Regions from separate parts of the Sus scrofa genome. Here region 1 is linked to region 2. Evidence: chromatin contacts called from public HiChIP or PLAC-seq data. All regions are on one chromosome and are shown on one strand. Each heading gives the region's core, a stretch centred on a gene start, on an enhancer-like site or on the middle of the called end of the contact. The rest is flanking DNA. Distances are from core to core; before and after follow the strand shown.

Region 1 (3,213 bases), core at 594-3,093, 69 kb after region 2:
CCACTTTCCCTTCCCTCCACCCACCCCAGAGTTGAGAGTCCCTGTGCCTCAAGTGTCCTTTTGTACATCCCTGGGGCAGGGCTTGGGAACAATATGTAGGACAAAAAGTGTAAAGGACAAAATTGCCGCTATTAATTTTCTCATGGGTACTTCCAATCTCAGGATTTCCCTAATGTCAAACAGCCCCATGCCCAGTAACCTTCTAGAAGGGTTTGTCTGGGCAGGTAGCTCTTGTTTCTGAGCTGTCTCTAGCCCTTAGTGAAGCCCATAGATTTCTTGCAGTGGCCTTGAAGAAAAGGAGAAGAATCTAGAATCCTAGTAACTTAATCCATAGTAGTTTGGGGAAGCCTTGCTTTGCTAGGTTTAGTGAAATTAGGGCCTTTCATGTGTAGAAACTGTTCATATCACTGCTGCCCCTCCTCTGCCTTCCAGAATTCCTAGTTCTGTCTACTTTCTCCATATTTAAATGTTTATATGGCTGTGGTTTTCTTTGTTTTACAATTCCAAAGTTACTTTTTGTGTGTTCTCTTCATGTGAATCTGCATAATGGATTCTGTTAGGAGTTCTGGTTTGGGCAGGCTTGGGCATGGGAAATGATGGAGAGCCTGGAGTTATTTTTGAAGTGGTTCATGGCATCGTGGAATTTCATTTGGGTATTTTGGGGATACACTCATGATATTTTTTCCCTAGTTGTTCTTTTTTTTTTTTGGGTGCACCCATGGCATGTGGAAGTTCCCAGGCCAGGGATCGAACTTGCACCACAGCAGTGACACCACCAAACCCTTAACCCACTCTGCCACAAGGGAGCTTCCTTTAAGTTCATTTTTAACAATTCTTAACATGGGTGAGTGATTGGAGAAAGGAGAGGAGGAATGAGGGATATTTTTTTTCTCATGAAATAGTGCAATGGTGGAAGAGTAATTGTGGAGAGTAGCCTTCAAGCTCACAGCCTAGAGCTGGGCTCTTTAAGCACTATGGCTGTGAAGTACCCACTTGGTAATAGCAGGTTAAGGAGTCAGCATTGCCACAGCTGTTGCAACTGAGGCACAGGTTTGATCCCTGGCCTGGGAATCTTTTCATGCCACAGATGCAGCCAAAAATCCACCCACCCCACCCCCGCAACATCATAAGCTCTGTCTTCTTGGAGCCCAGGTCATACCCTCTCTGTACTTCACATTTCACCCCCACTCATTACAGATGCTCACAACAGTCTTAAAATATTCTAGTACTTTGTGTTTTTCTATTTTCAGTCAAATAGAACGTATCAGAATCCCTCTCTCAGATGATGTATTCCTTTACTAGGCTCAGAGCCTGTTTGTCCCATCTCATACTAGTGCTATTACTGTTCCCTTCTCAACTCTGAGATGACACTCAACCCTGAGGCTAATTAGACTTTTTGGAAGAGGATGTAGGTCGAGGTTAGGGAAGATGTGGAAATGATGATGGGGAGACATGTTGTTTTTAAAGAGTGTTTTTAACCAAAGAATTTGGAGACACCCAGACTAGGAAGCCTGGTGCCTCTGAAGAAGTAATAAATAGCCCTTGTCAGTAACAGATGGGGTTCGCAGGGGACATTGCTTGCACTGAGGGTGACGACTAGCCTTTGCTGCCCTACCAACCTCCCTCACATTGGGCCACCTCAGCCCAGTTCCATTCTTCCTTTCCTGACTCATCACTGAGCTCATTCGGCCCTTCAGTGTCTGCAGTGCTCATTCTCTGCCACTTGAGTGTCATCCTTTTGGGGGCCCACTCCAAAAAGGCGCAGTGAGAACCCTTCCTGGAATAGAATGATCCAGGGATCCCGACAGTAGAATCTATGAGGGGGCGGAAATCTGCTCTCTTGTGCACTTGCCCCACCTTCTGGGAGAGCAGCAGCATTGCATTTATGAGAGGGCTGCTTTGACCTTCTCTGCCTAGAGCAGTAAACTTGCCTGGGAGACCAGGTCTAACTAAACCTGTCCCCAGACTTGCTAGATCGGCTCAGAGAGGGTGGGTTATTATGAAAGTCAGTCTGTAAGGACTAGCTCTTAAATCTTGTGCCTTATCACACTAATCCTTCCTCATTCCCTCTTAAACTAACTACTCCATTTCTGTGCTACTACCTTTAGGCCCTTCCAAGCATTAGTTGAACCCTCAGGTTTACTCAGCTTACCCACTCCTTTTGTAGAATGGTCTTCCTGCAGCAACTGAGACAGGCCTGTGAGCTCTATCACCATTCCCACCTTTGCTCAATGCTGTACCTCCCTAGGGGTGGTCCCCAACTATAGTAATGAGAAAGCTAGGTGCCGTCTCACCCCACTTAGCACTGCTCCTTCTCTCTGGCCTATCCACTTCCATTTTGAATAAACCTTCATTCTCCAGACACATCCCCAGATCTTCCTTGTCCTTGTTACAGATCTACCTCACAGTGTTACAGTTCAACAAGGGCACAAGCACCTGGTTTACTCTTTCCTTCCTTTACTCTGTTTTTCCCTTCATGAAGGTTAGGAAGCTGGGGGCTAGAAAGGGCTCATAGTCAAATGTAAAAACTCTTTTGGTTATTTCTTTTTTTTTTTTTTTAATCACTGCTACAAACCCATGCCCTATTTCATGAGTGCATTTAAGATTAAATAATTTTTTATTCCATTAACTTTGTCAGTCTTTTTTTTTTTTTTTTGGCTTTTTGTCTTTTTAGGGCTGCACCCATGGCGTATGGAGGTTCCCAGGCTAGGGGTCTAATTGGAGCTACAGCTGCTGGCCTACGCCAGAGCCACAGCAACGCCAGATCCAAGCCACGTCTGCGACTACACCACAGCTCATGGTAATGCCCACTGAGCGAGGCCAGGGATGGAGCCCGCAACCTCACCTAGTTGGACTGTTTATGCTGTGCCACGACAGGGACTCCTCTTTTGGTTATTTCTACTTCTGAAATATCTTACGAGATTTTTACCTCATTTATCACTCCAGAATAGTGTAGACTCTTCAGTTAGGTTTTGCTGTGGTAGGCCAGGGGGTAGGGTAGCCCAAGTAATAACTACCTAGGATATTAACTAATGCTTGGAAGGCACCCCCAGGAACAATGACACTGGAGCAGAGCTCAGAACCTGAGAGGCTGAGAGAGTTGGCCAGTTAGTGGCTGTCATTCTGCTGAGAAGGTAAGCATGCACTCAGGGCTGAAAGCAGAGATGTTCCTTCTCCACCTATTCATTAGTTTAATTTGTCACCAAACAAAAC
Region 2 (3,500 bases), core at 952-3,451:
CATTGAAGCTGTAGATTGTCTTGGATAGTATAGTCACTTTGACAACATTGATTCTTCCAATTTGAGAGCATGGTATGTCTTTCCATCTATTTGTGTCATCTTTGATTTCTTTCATCAGCATCCTATAGTTTTCAGAGTACAGGTCTTTTGTCTCTCTCTCTTTTTTTTTTCTTCTTTTTGCCTTTTTCTAGGGCCGCTCCCACGGCATATGGAGGTTCCCAAGCTAGGGGTCTAATCGGAGCTGTAACCACCGGCCTACGCCAGAGCCACAGCAACACAGGATCTGAGCCGCGTCTGCGACCTACACCATAGCTCACGGCAACACCGGATCGTTAACCCACTGAGCAAGGGCAGGGACCAAACCCGCAACCTCATGGTTCCTAGTCGGATTCGTTAACCACTGCGCCACGACGGGAACTCCAGGTCTTTTGTCTCTTTTTTTTTTGTCTTTTTGTCTTTTTGTCTTTTTGTCTTTTTGTCTTTTTGTTGTTGTTGTTGTTGTTGTTGCTATTTCTTGGGCCGTTCCCGCGGCATATGGAGGTTCCCAGGCTAGGGGTCGAATCGGAGCTGTAACCACCGGCCTACGCCAGCGCCACAGCAACGTGGGATCCGAGCCGTGTCTGCAACCTACACCACAGCTCACGGCAACGCCGGATCGTTAACCCACTGAGCAAGGGCAGGGACCGAACCCGCAACTTCATGGTTCCTAGTCGGATTCGTTAACCACTGCACCACGACGGGAACTCCTTGTCTCTTTAGGTAGGTTTATTCCTAGGTGTTTTACTCTGTTTGATGTCATGGTAAATGGGATTGTTTCCCTCATTTCTCTTTCTGATCTTGCATTGTTAGTATATGGAAATGCAGTCATTTCTGTGTATTAATGTTGCATCCTGCAACTTTACCAAATTCATCGATGATCTCTAACAGTTTCCTGGTAGCATCTTTAGGATTTTCTCGGTATAGTATCCTGTCATCTGCAAACAGTGATAGTTTTACTTCTTCCTTTCCAATGTGGATTCCTTTTATTTTTCCTCTCTGATTGCCATGGCTAAGACTTCCAAAACTATGCTGAATGGTAGTGGTGAGAGCGGGCCTCCTTGTCTTGTTCCTGATCTTAGCGGGAATTCTTTCAGCTTTTCCCCATTGAGAATGATGTTAGCTGTGGGTTTGTCATATATGGCCTTTTATTTTATTTTTATTTTTATTTTTTTATTTTTTTGTCTTTTTTTTTTTGTTGTTGTTGTTGTTGTTGCTATTTCTTGGGCCGCTCCGGCGGCATATGGAGATTCCCAGGCTAGGAGTTGAATCGGAGCTGTAGCCACCAGCCTACGCCAGAGCCATAGCAACGCCGGATCCGAGCCGCGTCTGCAACCTACACCACAGCTCACGGCAACGCCGGATCGTTAACCCACTGAGCAAGGGCAGGGACCGAACCCGCAACCTCATGGTTCTTAGTCGGATTCGTTAACCACTGCGCCACGACGGGAACTCCAATATATATGGCCTTTTATTATGTTGAGGTAGGTTTCCCTCCATGCCCACTTTCTGGAAGGTTTTTGTGTGAAATTGGTGTTGGGTTTTGTGAAAAGCTTTTTCTGCATCTATTGAGAGGGTCATATGCTTTTGTTCTTCAGCTTGTTAATGTGATGGATGTATCACGCTGATTGATTTTCGGATACTGAAAAATCCTTGCCTCCCTGGGATAGATCCCACTTGATCATGGTGTACGATCCTTTTACTGTATTGCTGGATTTGGTTTGCTAGTATTTTGTTGAGGGTTTTTGCATCTGTGTTCATCAGTGATATTGGTGTAATTGTCTTTTTTTGTGGTATGTGTGTCTGCTTTTGGTATCAGGGTGATGGTGGCCTCACAGAATGAGTTTGGGAGGGTTCCTTCCTCTGCAGTTTTTTGGGAGAGTTTCAGAAGGATAGGTGTTAACCCTTCTCTAGATGTTTGATAGAATTCGCCTGTGAAGCCAACTGGTCCTGAACTTTTGTTTGTTGGATTTTTTTTGTCTTTTTGTCTTTTTTCATTTTCTAGGGCTGCACCAGCAGCATATGGAGGTTCCCAGGCTAGGGGTTGAATTGGAGCTGTAGCCACCGGGATCCAAGCCACGTCTGCGACCTACACCATAGCTCATGGCAATGCTGTGAGCAAGTCCAGTGATCAAACCCGCAACCTCATGGTTCCTAGTCAGATTCGTTAACCACTGTGTCGCAACAGGAACTCCTGTTGGACATTTTTTTAATCCGTTTCAATTTCAGTACTTGTAGTTGGTCTGTTCATCTTTTCTGTTTTGTCTTGCTTTAGTCTTGGAAGATGGTACTTTTCTAAGAATTTGTCTATTTCTTCCAGGTTGTCCATTTTATTGGTATATAGTTGCTTGTAGTAGTCTCTTATGATCCTTTGTATTTCTGCGATGTCTGTTGTAACTTCTCCTTTTTCCTTTCTAATGTTACTGTTTTGAGTCCTCTCTTTTTTTCTTGTTGAGTCTGGCTAAGGGTTTACCATTGTATTGATCTTTTCAAAGGAGCAGCTTTTCATTTTGTTGATCTTTTCTATGATTTTCTTCATTTCTATTTCATTTATCTGCTCTGATCTTTATGATTTCTTTCCTTCTGCTAACTTTGAGTTTTGTCTGTTCTCTCTCTAGCTCCTTTAGGTATAGAGGTTTTTTGAGATTTTTCTTGTTTCCTGAGGCAGGCTTGTATTGCTATAAACTTCCCTCTTAGAATTGCTTTGCTGCATCCTATAGGCTTTGGATTGTCGTGTCTTTGCTGTCATTTGCTTCTAGGCATTTTTTTAATTTCCTCTTTGATTTCTTCAGTGATCTCCTGGTTGTTTAGTAGTACTTTTTTTGTTTTTGTTTTTGTTTTGTCTTTTTAGGGCCACACCTGCAGCATATGGAGATTCCCAGGCTAGGGTCCAATCAGAGCTGTAGCTGCCGCCATGTGGGATCTGAGCCAGGTCTACGATGTACACCACAGCTCGTGGCAGCGCCAGTTCCTTAACCCACTGAGCCATGATGGGAACTCCCTAATAGCATGTTTAGTCTCCATGTGTTTGTGTTTTTTGCAGGATTTATCTTCTTGTTGATTTCCAGTCATACAGCATTGTAGTTGGAAAAGATGCTTGATATGATTTCAATTTTCTTAAATTCACCAAGGCTTGATTTGTGGCCCAGAATGTGATCTATCCTAGAGAATGTTCTCTGTGCACTTGAGAAAAATGTGTATTCTGCTGCTTGTGGATAGAATGTCCTATAAATATTAACTCCATCTGGTCTAATGCATCATTTAAGGCCTGTGTTTCCTTGTTGATTTTCTGTCTATTGCTCTAAGTGGAGTGTTAAAGCCCCCCACTATTACTGTGTTATTGTCAATATCTCCTTTTAAGGTTTTTAGCAGTTGCCTTATGTGTTGAGGTGATCCTATGTTGGGTGCATATATATTTATAACTATCTTCTTCTTGAATTGATCCTTTGATTTTTATGTAGTAT

The links. HiChIP or PLAC-seq counts read pairs in DNA pulled down with a chosen protein or histone mark.
Region 1: a contact with region 2 is called in an H3K27ac HiChIP or PLAC-seq map of alveolar macrophages. The contact joins two enhancer-like sites. A contact is called at or near these places in 3 of 47 Hi-C or Micro-C datasets (embryonic fibroblasts, epiblast stem cells and heart right ventricle) and 2 of 2 datasets of contacts at active chromatin or transcription factors (alveolar macrophages and skeletal muscle).

Annotation. Positions count from the first base shown.
Region 1 is chr5:21,929,983-21,933,195 of Sscrofa11.1, forward strand. RBMS2 (RNA-binding motif, single-stranded-interacting protein 2) reads left to right here. Exons shown (of 17, transcript XM_021092894.1): 17 at 1-3,213. It overlaps BAZ2A (bromodomain adjacent to zinc finger domain protein 2A), which reads right to left. Exons shown (of 29, transcript XM_001927752.7): 29 at 2,545-3,213. Among named protein-coding and RNA genes, the nearest start is that of BAZ2A, 51 kb to the right of the region's middle. Within about 2 kb of position 1,844, at least 12 of the 83 cell types and tissues checked have an H3K27ac peak or open chromatin away from gene starts, as enhancers often do. A contact at or near this core is called in alveolar macrophages, where this site is marked.
Region 2 is chr5:21,860,495-21,863,994 of Sscrofa11.1, forward strand. All of the region lies in intron 1 of RBMS2 (RNA-binding motif, single-stranded-interacting protein 2), which reads left to right. Among named protein-coding and RNA genes, the nearest start is that of GLS2, 42 kb to the left of the region's middle. Within about 2 kb of position 2,202, at least 1 of the 83 cell types and tissues checked has an H3K27ac peak or open chromatin away from gene starts, as enhancers often do. A contact at or near this core is called in alveolar macrophages, where this site is marked.